Linked DNA regions of Sus scrofa: region 2 is linked to region 1. The links are chromatin contacts, called in public HiChIP or PLAC-seq maps. All regions are on one chromosome and are shown on one strand. The core of a region is the stretch at or near the end of the contact, and the rest is flanking DNA. Distances in the headings are between cores, read along the strand shown. Region 1 has its middle 90 kb from the start of ALDH8A1. Region 2 overlaps LOC110260031 (a long non-coding RNA gene).

Region 1 (6,113 bases), core at 3,444-5,943:
TGCTTCCTACCTCCTGACTGGCAGGGACCCTGCTCCCTCCTACTGGAGGAAACCAGTGGTCTGCGGGAAGACTAGGTCACAGAGTTTTATCATGAGCTGCCCAGGCTTCTCTCTGATCCCTCTGATGACCCAGGTGTCTTGTCACACCCCCACCTTCCATCATCAGTGATGCTTCTGTCTCCAGTCAGCTTCCACCCTCTCTGAAGTCATTGTGCCAGTGATTCCAGTTGTGTGTCCCTCGTAGGAAAGCATTTCCCGTTGTAAAGGAAGAAAAATTGATCCTTTGTCCAGAGGGTATTGTGAAATCACATTGGTGCTATGGCCTGCTTTTCTGCTGAGTGGAATATACTCTTCCGAGGTTGACAGTGAGGCATCCACACTATGTAGATGCCAGTTCACAGAGGGGATTCATCAGGCTCTCCGTGTCTTAGAGCCAATGTGTGACTCTCTGGGGCTGCTTGTTCTTGGCTGTCTTAAGTTCATGTTTGGCATGTGATCTCCAGGCGGTAGGGCCATGGTCTGCTTGGGGATCCCTGAATAAAATTTCACAAACTTGGCTCACACAGTGTCCGTCAGTCATCGCAGGCATTGGCAAATTTTTCTATAAAGAGCCAGGTGGTAAATATTTTAGGCTTTAGGGGCCTTACGTTCTCTCTTGTAACTATTCCATTCTGATGCTGGAGAGGAAGAGAAGCCATTGGAGAATGTGTCAGTGGAAGGGGTGGCTGTGTTCCCATGAAACTTTTTAATGACATCTGGTGGGGAGCCAGTGTTTACAGATAGATACCTGAGATAGTACAATCCCCCTTCCACGCTGCCCCTGAGAAATGTACTTGTCAGACTTGAGGAGAGTTTTGGGGCCATATTTTGTAAAGTTAAGCAGGCTATATGATAGCAGAAAGACAAAATGTCATCTGTTCTAGAATGGCAGTCCGGCCTAGGTCAATCAAAAACAGCCAATCCTTTCTGAAATTTAGCCCTTTGTTGCTACGCCTTAAGGACCCTGATTTCCTCTATCCCTTTCTCTTATCTCTGCATAAAGACCAGTTCTTCCGGGAGGCCCTGCCTGATTTGGATGCAAGAGCAGACCTGCTCTCTTTGCTCTGCATCCCCTGTAAATTCCACAGGAGCAGGACCTGGATCCTTCCATAGTACAATGCGGGGCTCAAGGTAGGCAGCCATTGTGGGTCTCATTTTTTTATATCACATTATGTCTCATTTTTTTACAGAGGTCAGTTGTTCAGTTGAGCTCATTCCCTATGCATGCTTCTCACAAAAGGTGACCCCAGTGAATGTGAACGCTTCTGCTTAGCAATGGCATGCACCTTGTCTGGATGTGGCCGTTGCTAAGTAGAAAAGACCCCTTGAGGTCTAGAGGCTCAGGTTGTAGTTTGCCCAGGGCTCTCAACAGACACAGAGTCTCAATCCACTCAGTTCCAACCTCTTTCTTGAACGCTTAGAGTTTTCATTTCTTATTTGTTAGGCAGTGATAACCACAAACAGACATCCCCTTTCGGAAGGCCAGGTATGGAGAAGAAATTCTCCTGCTGAGGCTTTGATGGTCATATGACTTTTACAACCGGCAGAGGTGAGCCAACATGGCCCCAGGCTGTCAGCTGCATAATCTGGCTTCGGAAAGTTCCAAGCCTTGGAGGCAGCTCTGAGCAGAGCGGAGTGTCAAGGGAGCCAGTTGCAAGAGCGTGGGAAGCTGAGGAGGCAGCGGGCCCTGGGTCATTCCCACCTCCCTGGGGCCTGTCCACAACCACTTTTCTGGGAGGCAAATGCAGAAATGATGCACCTGAATCTATGCGCTAACTGTTGAGCTGGGCCAAGGAGAAGCTGAGTAAGTCTAATTACTCTTTGTGGTCTGGCAGTTTCAGAAGCATGACTGTCCATTTTGTTCTCCATCCCGTGGAGTATTCACTTGATGAATGGAGTGTCAGCCTCCACATAAAACACTATGGTAACTGCCTTGGCCAAAGCACTATATCATATGATATTGGCTTGTAGCTCTATGCGAAATGTCTGGCATTGATTTGGAGAGAGATGCCAGCTCAGACACATACCGTGTATTGTCTTTGCAAAAGCATGGAAAAAGGAATAGAGTTTTTAAGACCTGATGCTTGGATGAAGGTAGTTAAAAACAGAAATAATAGCAGGCCTCACGGGATTGTCTTTTGAAGCATGATTTTTGTAGGTAGATTCTTTACTTGTTTAGCAAAGCAGAAACAGAAAACATTGACCCACGTTCAGAAGCAGAACATTTTTAAAAAGAAACATTGGCCTCTAACTCATCAGGTTAGAACTGGTTGCCAAGATTGTCTTTTAATGACACCTACCCGTGGATTATCTTTTCCTCTGTCACCAATGGGACTGATGTCTTTACAAAGCCAATGGAAACAGCCTTTTCTAGAAATCTTTACACAACTGTACCTTTCCGATGCTGAAGGTGACCTTTCTTACTCCTTTGTTCTTCAGCCTGTGGTGGATTACATTTGCCTTATTCTTTTATCACGTCTTTTAGTCTGAAAAGTTTCTGCCTATTTCTTTTATGAGTGCTTTTAAATAGAATGCCTATCAAATTATTTTCTCATTTATAAAGCAGGCTCGTGTTGAATGAGAATGAGATGATTAAAAAGGATGATTGTGAATATTTAAATGTACTTTCAGAGAATTTATATGGGAACAAAATTGGAAGAAAACCCAGAAAGTTTCTAATTTAAAATTATTTTATCTTTCTGATAAATATTTCATGCTCTTAGCTATCTTTGTTACAAAGAAATGGATTGGGAGCCAACAGGTCTGAGTTCTTGCTCCAACGCTGGCCAATAATTCATGTGCAGGGCCTCTGTTCCACCAGCTGCTCAATGAGGGTGTTTTTTTTAATGAAAAAAACCAAAAACCAAAAAACAAACAAACTTCAAAATGGCTGGAATGAATAAAGTACTTTATTTCCTGGAGATCTCAAAACATAGTCTTTTGTTGTAGCACAGACTACAATGGTATCTTATTGTATATAAATTCCAGGTTCTCCAGGATGGCATCTAAGGATCTTCGCATTGTCTTTGCAAAAGCATGGAAAAAGGAGACCTGATGCTTGAATGAAGGTAGTTAAAAAGAAACAATAGCAGGACTTGCAGGATTGTCTTTTGAAGCAAGATTTTGGTAGGTATTCTAATTATTATTTTTTTTAATTTTTTTCTTTTTTTTCTTTTAGGCATATGGTAGTTCCCAGGCTAGGGGCAGAATCTGCGCTATAGCTGCCAGCCTACACGACATCCACAGCAACTCCAAATACTAGGCATGTCTACAACCTATGCAGAAGCTCATGGCAAGATCCTTAACTCATTGAGCAAGCCTAGGGATCTATCCTGTGTCTTTGTGGATAATAGTCAGGTTCATTACTGCTGAGCCTTGACAGTAACTCCTGTATTCTAATTCCTAACTGCCTTTTGGCAGCTCTTCCCATTTGCTTTCTTGGGCTCTTTCTTTTGGTGAATACAGTAGACTATTTGCTATTCTTTATCAAACCATGTACTTTCTTGACTCTGGACACTTGTTCTTGCTGTTCCCCCTGCCAATCATGCCATTCCCACCTCTCTTTACAAACCAAAGACCTACCTACCTTCAAAACTTAAGTCCAATGTTTTCTATTTTTTGAGCAGCTTTTTGTAATCTAAGCAAAATGATTTTTCCCCTTCCCTTTGAGCTTACTTGTAATAGAGCACTCGTCATATAAGAAAATTGTTTGTTGATGTATTTTGTTTTCTAACTCCAAAATTAGGATCCTAAGGGCAGGGGAACTAAGAGATTAGTAAATGGTTGAGAACACCAATGATGAGTGAATAGATGTACCTGTCTGAAATTAGCTCACATGCTTGTTCACAGAACTGTCTTGGGAAACACCCAGAATTATTTCAAAGGCAACAAAAGTGTCCTGGTTTGTTGGTAGGTGGGGAAATACAAGGGTTATATCAGCAAGGCTGAATGAAAAGCGTAGTCTGGATCTTCACAAGAAAGCATATTTCTTTGATTAAACACATCAATTGGCAAAAGCCCCCAATCATGGTTAAGAGTGTTATTTTGCTGAAAACTCAAATCAAGAAACACTCAAAGGAAAACAGCCATGATGGGTATCGTCCTTGAGGTGGATTTTTTTTTTTTTTCTTTTTGATTTTTAGGGCCGTACCCTTGGCATTTGGAAGTTCCCAGACTAGGGGTCGAGTCAGAGTTGCAGCCTATGCCCCAGCCACAGCAACATGGGATCCTTAACCCACTGAGCAAGGCCATGGATCAAACCCACATCCTTATGGGTACTAGTCAGGTTCATTACCACTGAGCCACAACAGGAACTCCAGTGGTGGATGATTCTTGATGGCTGTGTTGAAATTTTGGCTTAAGAGGAGAAAAATGCTAGTGGGCAAAGGAGTTAGGGGAGAGAGTTCCACGGGGAAATGCTGGGTTTTGGAAAACTCAGAGAAGAAAAGGATCCAGAGATATAGTCTTGGGAGATCTGGAACAGCAGAGATGGGCAAGTGGGACGTTTTTCATCCCCTTGGATGAGCTGAAGCACAGCTCCCCTAGAAAATTCTGATAAATTGCCACTAGATGACGCTGTTTCCTCATTAGGCAGATAGGATGTCACCAGGGTGGCCCCACTCCACAGAGGCAGGAGTGTCAGCCTCAGGGCCTAGGATCTGCTTCCAGCTCTGCTCTCTGCAGAACGAGGCCTGGAAGGAACGGACCTCTGAGGCTGGAGGGATCTTTCATTTGTAAAACAAACCAACAAACAAAATCCTGGACTGGGTCATTTCTAAGGTCTCTCCAATTACTTTTTAAATTTCTTTTTTTTTTTTTTAATTCAAACCTCAGTGACGCCTTTTATGTGAATAAACACTTTGTACAAACATATCAATTTTTATTTAACAAAATCTCATTTAGATACATAAACTCTGTACACCATGGCACACCTGTGTGGACTGGTATCCCTTCTGGGCCTAAACATTTCTCACGTTAAATCTTATTTCTGCCCTCAAAGAACTGTGGAGCTAGAAAGAATCTTAGAGGGTGCGCGTTTCTGTCCTTTAGTTTTCATATCTAATATCTAAGCATAAGCTTCTCTGGGGGGGCGGGGTAGAATCATATCTTGCCCATCGCCACCCCCTTTTAGGGGCCATAGTTCCGCAACTACGACTTGTGCTCCAGGGCTGTTCTGCCTTGCATTCTCTTATGCAGGCTATTTGATATCACATGTAGGTTTTGAAGCTCTATCAAAACGTACTTGACCACTGAATAAAATGAATGGCATGGAACACCTCTCTACTGGGTTTGAGCTACTTTTCTCGCCTACTCTTGGGACAGGATTCTACAAACAGTGCTTTGCTCTGTGTTTGGCTCAGATGGGTTCAGTTAGGTGGGGCTTAAACTCTAAGGCAAGAATATGGTGCTGGGTTGAATGCTGTAACTGTGTCTATCCCTTCCCCCCAACTCCAGAGGAAGTCCCCAACTCCAGAGGAAGTCCCCCAACTCCAGGTCTCTGCCTCGTGCTTATCCTTCCTGGAGCCCCCGTCATTTTCACGCACAGAAGGGCTGCTTTTCCTGGTGAGTCCTCAAGGTCATTGGTCTGCTGCTTCCTATAGTAATCGTAACAACAATTTATCTCCTGTAAACAAAACAGCATATCCTTAACCTACATACCACGGTTAAAATAGTATCCTAGTAGGACAAGAGTTGCTGACTGTGAAAGAAAATGGGCAAAAATAAGGGAAAAAGAAATAAGGTTTGAAAACTCAGATGTTTTATTCCATGTCTTATAGATGGCAGTGATATCTATTTCTGCCTGAAAAAGAGGATGGACTTCAATTTTGTTCTTCCATTTTCTTTATACAGCTTCATGAAGACAGTTTTTAGTAGGTATTTAAGAAAAAAGGACAAGCATGCAATGACTCCTGAATGTACTGATGACCCCCTAATGATCTCCCAGGGACCCAGAAATTCCTCTCACCAGATCAGTTCAGACCCCGTGTTCACAGTTAACAAGGTTTCATTAGGGCTGAAAAAAAAATTTGCCTTTGCTTCCAAACATGAGCTAAGCTCTGATAGGGCCCCAGCAG
Region 2 (6,758 bases), core at 3,908-6,407, 120 kb after region 1:
TCCTCTCTGGAGGTCAGCATGGTAGAGCTCTGATGGAGATCCTCATTTGGGTTGCAGACTGCTGGCTTCCCGCTGTGTCCTCACATGGTGGAAGGGGCTGCTGGGCTCTGTGGGGTCCCTTTTATAAGAGTACTAATCTAACTCCTGAAAGCCCCACCCTCATGCCCTCATCACTTCCCAAAGTCCCCATCACCTCATTACCGTCACACTGGGTATAGAATTTCAATGTACGAGTCTTGGGGGAACACAGATATTCAGACCATAGCAATAACACAGTAAACCGATCCCAAAGGCTAGAAGCTTGAGGAGACCTAAAGTGAGGTGAACTCCACTTCACCTTGACCTGGCATCCTGTCATTTAGCATCTTTTCTAAAATCTGTATTCTTCTGTGAGTCTCAGTCTAACCTGGCAAGTACACATTCCCTTGTACTTGCTAGTCTACATCTTGTCTTGTCTTGTCTTCCAAAGCCCATATCCACCTCCCTCCTCTTCCAGATACCATTGTGAACATTACCCCTTCAATCTAGACCAGCTTCTTTGCAATCTGGAGAGTTTCACTTCAGAATAACTGATATTTGGTCTTGTGTCGATTATTAAAAAGACACAGACAACGGGCCTTAAATTCAATTTTATTTAGCCCTGAAAACCAAGGGAAGGTTCAGAATCTGCTTGTGTATGTGTTCATGAGAATCACATATCCTTGAGAGATCTAAGAAAACAAGCCTAACTGCTGTGAATTGCCCTATTTTTGTCTGGAATAGCATCTTTTATGTAATTTTTCATGACTGAAAAATATGAATTATTTTATTAGTTGCAGAGCATGCAGTAAAATTAAAAAAAAACTGTCAGGTAATTTTTTTGGTCTTTATTTGTAAGACTTCATTATCAGTATATTTAAGGATTGAGTCCTCAAAGGGTCTTTATTCTGATCTCCTGCTCACAGAAAACATGACCTCAAAAAGAAAAAGTTGAATTAAATCCTCCAGCTACTGAGATTGAGATGTCTTTTTCTTTTCCTTTTTTGGTTGCTGGTGTCAGTGTCCAAACCATTCTTAAATTATAAGGCATGTGATATGAACTTAAAACCTTACTTGCAATTCTAGTTCATTTTCTTTATATGGTTATCAGTAAAGAAAAAAAAAAAACTTTGAGATAACACCTCATGAGCTTGAAGAATGATACTAATTTTTTATCTACTTTGGAGTTAGAGGGAAGAATGGAATTTGCAGCCTAAGGTGCATTTCAGGCCATGGTTTAGAGGATTTTTTTTTTTTTTTTAACTACACTCACCCCATCTCCCCTTGGTGACATTCTACTTTTTTCAGCCTGTTTCAAATGCTTATTCTTCACAAAGGCTTTCCTGTCCCAGCCAGCCAGCCAGCTGAGTTTTTTTTCTTTTCCCACCCATTTTAGGTCTTTGTTCCTGCTGTTAGGACACTTCATATTCCAGTCTCTATTGTAGTTCTCAGGGGCGCACAGGGTATAAAAGGGAAAAGCATGGATTCTGGTGGCCGGCAGGTGGGAGCTGACTGTGATTATGTCTGTTGGATTGTGTGGCTCAGATATGTTACCTTGCTGAGTTTCAGTCTCCTCTTCTTTAAAATGAGGACCATAGTCCTAGTTTTGCAGAACCTGACACAAGAATTAATTGAAACACCGCTCTTGGAGTCATCCACGTTGCATCTGTTATCAGTAGCGGAGGAAATCCCAGCCTTACCTGTGCGTTTGCATTTCTAGGGCACGGACTCTGTCCTCTCCTTTGCATACTTTGTGGACGTTGTTAGCAGCTTTTACAGAGGTCCTGGAGAAATCTTTGTTGAATTGGAAAATTGATCTTTTTCCAAAACAAACATAATTCCAGATTTCCCTATAACTCCTTTTTTTTTAAAATTAAAGATTTATTTATTATGGCCATATGTACGGCACAGCATTGTTAATTATATCCTGAAATTTGAATATTTGGGAACATGAAATCAAATTGTTATAAGATACTTAAAAGTAAATCAAATCTACAGACAGTTAGAAGCAGAATGTTTGTGGTATGCATGTCTGTGTGGCTATTTCCTCAGGGTCTTGGATGACAGGTCCATGGCCTCTGAAACAGCCATACAGAGGAGAGTCTTGGAAACAAATGTGTAAAAGTGTTTAAACTTTCAGTTCTCATCCTAGAGGAAGATGAAGCCTCATCTATAGTCATATGGTTTTCCCCGACTGTGTATTTTCCTTGGGGATATTTTGGTCAAATTTCTCTATTGGAGGAAAAAATTCAGTTGCTATGCTCTAATGAAATAAAATATATGATTTGCTCTTTGTAAGGGCAAGGTCCTGAATTCTCCCTTCCTTTTGTGAATCTGCAGGCCCCCTCCTGCTTTTCTTCTGCCGTATGGATTATAGAACTCTGACCTGGAACATGTTTTGTTTCCACCCAGCCTTCCAGAGCCTCCTGCGCTCAGCATCAGTGCTTCACTGGCTGCCCTTTCCTCCCACAAGCCTGTCAACAGAGAATGTGTCCCCACAGGAGATTTTCAGGAGGGCACTAAGTACTATATATAGGAATTTTTATTTGCATTGGATTTCTCAAAAACAGAACCAATATAAATAAAAACACAGACTATCAGGTCAAGATCCAGAGGGCCAGAGTGTCAAAGGGCAACATTTAAGAGTTCAAAAATGAGGGGAACCTGAATTAAATCTAGGTTTCTGGAAGATTATGGGTATTTTTTTTTATAAAAGAAAATATGGGTATTCTTTTATCAGCCCTGATTTTTTACTAACACATCAGGAAGAAGGGGAAAGGCTAGAAACCTGTCCTCTGTCCTCAGTCATTTATTTGTTTGTTCATTCATTCTTTCATTAAAAAGATCTTTTTTCTCAGCTAGGAATGTGACATATTTTCTAACCAAGACCACAGCCCATCATAAACATTTATCGTGGGACAAAGACCCACTACTATCACGGTCTTCCTGCTTCCGTTTCACTGTCAGAACTACATGACAGTGAATTTACTGCTGGATCTCTCCTTAATCCTGCTTTGAGAGTACAGAGTCTGACTTGGTGGGCCCTCACAGAAGGTGGACCTTGTAGCTCTCAGCACTGGTGCCTCCTGTGCATAGGCATGCAGTTACACATGATACGATCAAAGACTTTAGGACCAAAGGTCATGAGGTCCTTACCTCACAAGAAATTTTCAAATTTCTCAAAGCAGCCAGCAGGTCCCTCCAGGTTGTTTTTTAGAACCAATGTGTACCTTTTCATTGATTCTTTTTAATAGTTAAACCTGTAGTTTCAGCATTTTGAGATCTTTTTAAAACCTTGATCTCTCTCTTTTTTTTTCTTTTGCGACCACACTTGCAGTATATGGAAGTTCCTTTGCCAGGAGTTGAATCTGAGCCACAGCTGTGACCCACACCACAACTGCAGTAACTCGGGATACTTAACCCATTGTGTTGGGCAGACGATGGAACCAGCGCCCATACAGAGACAAGCCAGGTCATTAACCCACTTCGTCACAGTGGGAACTACGAATCTTGATTTCTTTTGACATATTATCTATCCTTCTCTGTCTTGAGTTTTGCAAATGTGATTAATCTATATTAATCAATTCTCTTTAAATTATTCAATTTATTATGAATTCACTAACTGCACATAATGTAGCTACGAATCTTGATTTCTTTTGACATATTATCTATCCTTCTCTGTCTTGAGTTATGCAAATGTGATTAATCAATATTAATCAATTATCTTTAAATTATTCAGTTTATTATGAATTCACTAACTGCACTAGAATGTAGCTGATTCTATGATGATACTAAAGAAAAAGTTGCCAAGTATCTTTAGAAGTGAATATATACCACATTTATAGCATTTCTTAACTGATACATTAATAACTTCATCATGAGGCTAATTGACCTTGACACTTTCTTCTTGGTCAACTTATGGGAGCTCTCTCGGTTTTCACTTCTTTTTGTAAGTTCTACATGTCATCTATTTAAACAAGTTACCTTTGTAGGACTTTGTTAAGGATAGATGTCAAATACTCATCAGCAATTTCTGGGAACTGCCTTTTTAAAATTTTGTGACATTTGCCCATCTCTAGGTTTCCAACATTTTTTTAGTTTTTATAGATACCGAAATGATAGAAATTGGCCTTTCAATCAAAATGTGGACCCTTTCAGAAAATTGCTGAGCCTGGGAACTTGGCTCTGGATAAGCAGGGCAGATTTTTAAATGCATTGATTATTTCCTTCACCATTTTGATCTCAAAGCCTTATTATGTTCCATGCTTTCCTGTTTAAAGACACTCATATCTAAGGCAGGAACAAAATAGGAGAGAATTAGTTTAATCTTTTCTTGGCTGTTAATTTTATGCCATCTGCCAAGCAGTAGGCCCACATTTTCTTTGTTTTTAAAAATGTCTTTACCTGCCCTTGGCAATTTGTACCAGCGCTTCTGGCCTTTAGCCTTTTATTTCAACCTTCCCTGTATTTTTGCCTCCCCTTCCCTCAACACTTTCTGTCTTACTTACACCTTTTTCTTGTGCATTATGTACTTGTACTTTTTTCTTTTAAAATTTTTTTTATTAAAGTATAGCTGATTTACAATGTTGTGTCAATTCTGCTATACAGCAAAGTGACCCAGTCATATGCATATATCCATTATTTTACTCATATTGCCTTAAATGATGTTCTATCATAAGAGACTGAATATACTTCCCTGAGTAGGATGTACTTGTGCTTTTAATACTACCCCCCTGAGCTTATTTTGAGGCCTGAGTGTGTGTATAATTCCACTGCTAGCAAATCTTGTGCCCTTGGCTGACTTTCTTGATCTCTCAGAGGTTTAGTTCCTTCATCTGTAAAATCTCAGGGTGAAAATGCATGATTTAGAAAGCAGTTGTGAAGGTCAAATGGAATGGTAACTTCAAAAGCTTTTGGTAAACTCTAAGGCATTATAAAAAAAGAAAAGGTCTTATAATTTGGAGAGCCAGGTAGTACTAGATAGAAGATATAGACATGCGCTATGAATACTGAAAAGGACCTGGGAGTTCATCTATGTCCAACCCTCTCAATTAATTAGATGGGAAAACAGATCAGGAGGGGTGATGGAACTTGTCAGAGCTTCCAGCTGGAGGCTGCGTGGCAGAGAGCTTAGCATACTGTGGACGGTGACTCATGATCTCAGCTGTTGCTGTCCAAATCTGATGACCTTGGTTCTAGTCCTGGCTCTGCTTGACTTCCTTAGAGTTGAACTTGAGAACAGCTCACATTGTCCACCATGCCCCATCATAGACATAGCCATTCACTGTGCCCTCTTTCCCTTACCTAACTTTCCTTCTCAACACAGTATCACAGACAGCTATGACCAGCCTTCCTGAGACAGTCTGGCCTGCTTTAGAGTCTTCTATTGTCTGTTGAGGCTCACTTGTTATTCTGCAGTCAGAAATGATTTTGTTGTTATTTTGCACTCTGCCATTTAGTGGCAAATGACTTCTAAAGACATCGGTGCGATTAATAAATAAAGCATGGGAAATGGAAGCTCTGGGAGGATAGCTGGCATAACTTCTTTGTTTTGAAGAAAATACACGAACAAATCAACAAATATTTATGTAGTGCCTGCCAGATACAAGGTCTGACAGCCTCTGCAAAGGATATACAAGGCAGTATATTAGAACTAAAGCTCAAAGAGTTTTAAGTTTTAACATATCCGTTACATAAATAATACTGCTTTTCCCCAGGACTTCTGATAATAGCTGCCACTTTGGGGATGTCTACAGCTTGTGTGTCGAGTTGATGACATATTTCATCTTATTTAGAACAGCAAACAAGTACTAATATTCCCATTTTATAAATAAGAAGACTGAGACTGAGTGTAAGTTCCTTACCCTGGGGCACACAGACCAAGAGACACGCTTAAAATTTCAAATTACTTTGGCCTGACTTCAGTTTGTCCTTTTTATGGAAGTTGAAGAGATGTACTTTCTGTCATAAATTACATGTCTGACTACACCCAGTATTATGAAGTCTCAGATGACATGGCTTGTTTTCTCTCAAATTTGATTCATCCAAATAATTAGGGATAGAAGCAAAGAACACTTAATTTTAGAAAATCCATCAATGGCCAGATGGAATTCTGCCAAGAACCATTTCTAGCCTGGCAGTTTCCTAGCCCGGATCTGGGCCTTTCTGTCCTCAAAATATGCAAATCAACACTTGCTTTAAATTTACCTTTTAAGGTACTAAAGAGCCATATAATAATTAACTAATCCAGAGTCCATGTATCTTTATTGAAACTTTGCATATAAAACTGTTCCTGCATTTGTTTTTTCTTGGCAGACAACAGATAGAATTTGTTTTGTATGGAATGCACTCACTTGGCCAGATTTTCTGAACTAGGCACTCTTTATCCTGTCCTGCTTTAGCTACTGGTTCTTTTTTAGAATAAAGGCGTCACCCCTTAGGCCTTTTCCAGACGTATTCAGATTGCAATGTCATCGTAATTCTTTTAATGGGAACTGGGAACAGCAGTATAAACATTCATCCCAAATCCTAGCCTTGAGGTTGTGCTGTCCTGACCTGTGTCCTAAAGAGAAGAATGGACCGGAAAACACTGAGAACATCCATCGTGTCCCCAGAGACCAATAATGATAGAAGATGTTAGTGTATGTGGGTGACCTGGGTTTAGTCTGAGAGGATTGCTTGTTTATTTGTAGATAGTAGCATACCACCAATGTCCTTTTACCAGCAGAAGAATTAGCAGA

The links. HiChIP or PLAC-seq counts read pairs in DNA pulled down with a chosen protein or histone mark.
Region 2: a contact with region 1 is called in an H3K27ac HiChIP or PLAC-seq map of alveolar macrophages. The contact joins two enhancer-like sites. A contact is called at or near these places in 1 of 5 promoter capture datasets (fetal liver), 11 of 47 Hi-C or Micro-C datasets (alveolar macrophages, blood, epiblast stem cells and 6 more) and 1 of 2 datasets of contacts at active chromatin or transcription factors (alveolar macrophages).

What each region holds. Positions count from the first base shown.
Region 1 is chr1:29,147,503-29,153,615 of Sscrofa11.1, forward strand. No RefSeq gene overlaps it. Among named protein-coding and RNA genes, the nearest start is that of ALDH8A1, 90 kb to the left of the region's middle. Within about 2 kb of position 4,694, at least 18 of the 83 cell types and tissues checked have an H3K27ac peak or open chromatin away from gene starts, as enhancers often do. A contact at or near this core is called in alveolar macrophages and liver, where this site is marked.
Region 2 is chr1:29,270,249-29,277,006 of Sscrofa11.1, forward strand. The region is part of intron 2 of LOC110260031 (a long non-coding RNA gene); the gene reads left to right. Among named protein-coding and RNA genes, the nearest start is that of ALDH8A1, 210 kb to the left of the region's middle. Within about 2 kb of position 5,158, at least 16 of the 83 cell types and tissues checked have an H3K27ac peak or open chromatin away from gene starts, as enhancers often do. A contact at or near this core is called in alveolar macrophages and liver, where this site is marked.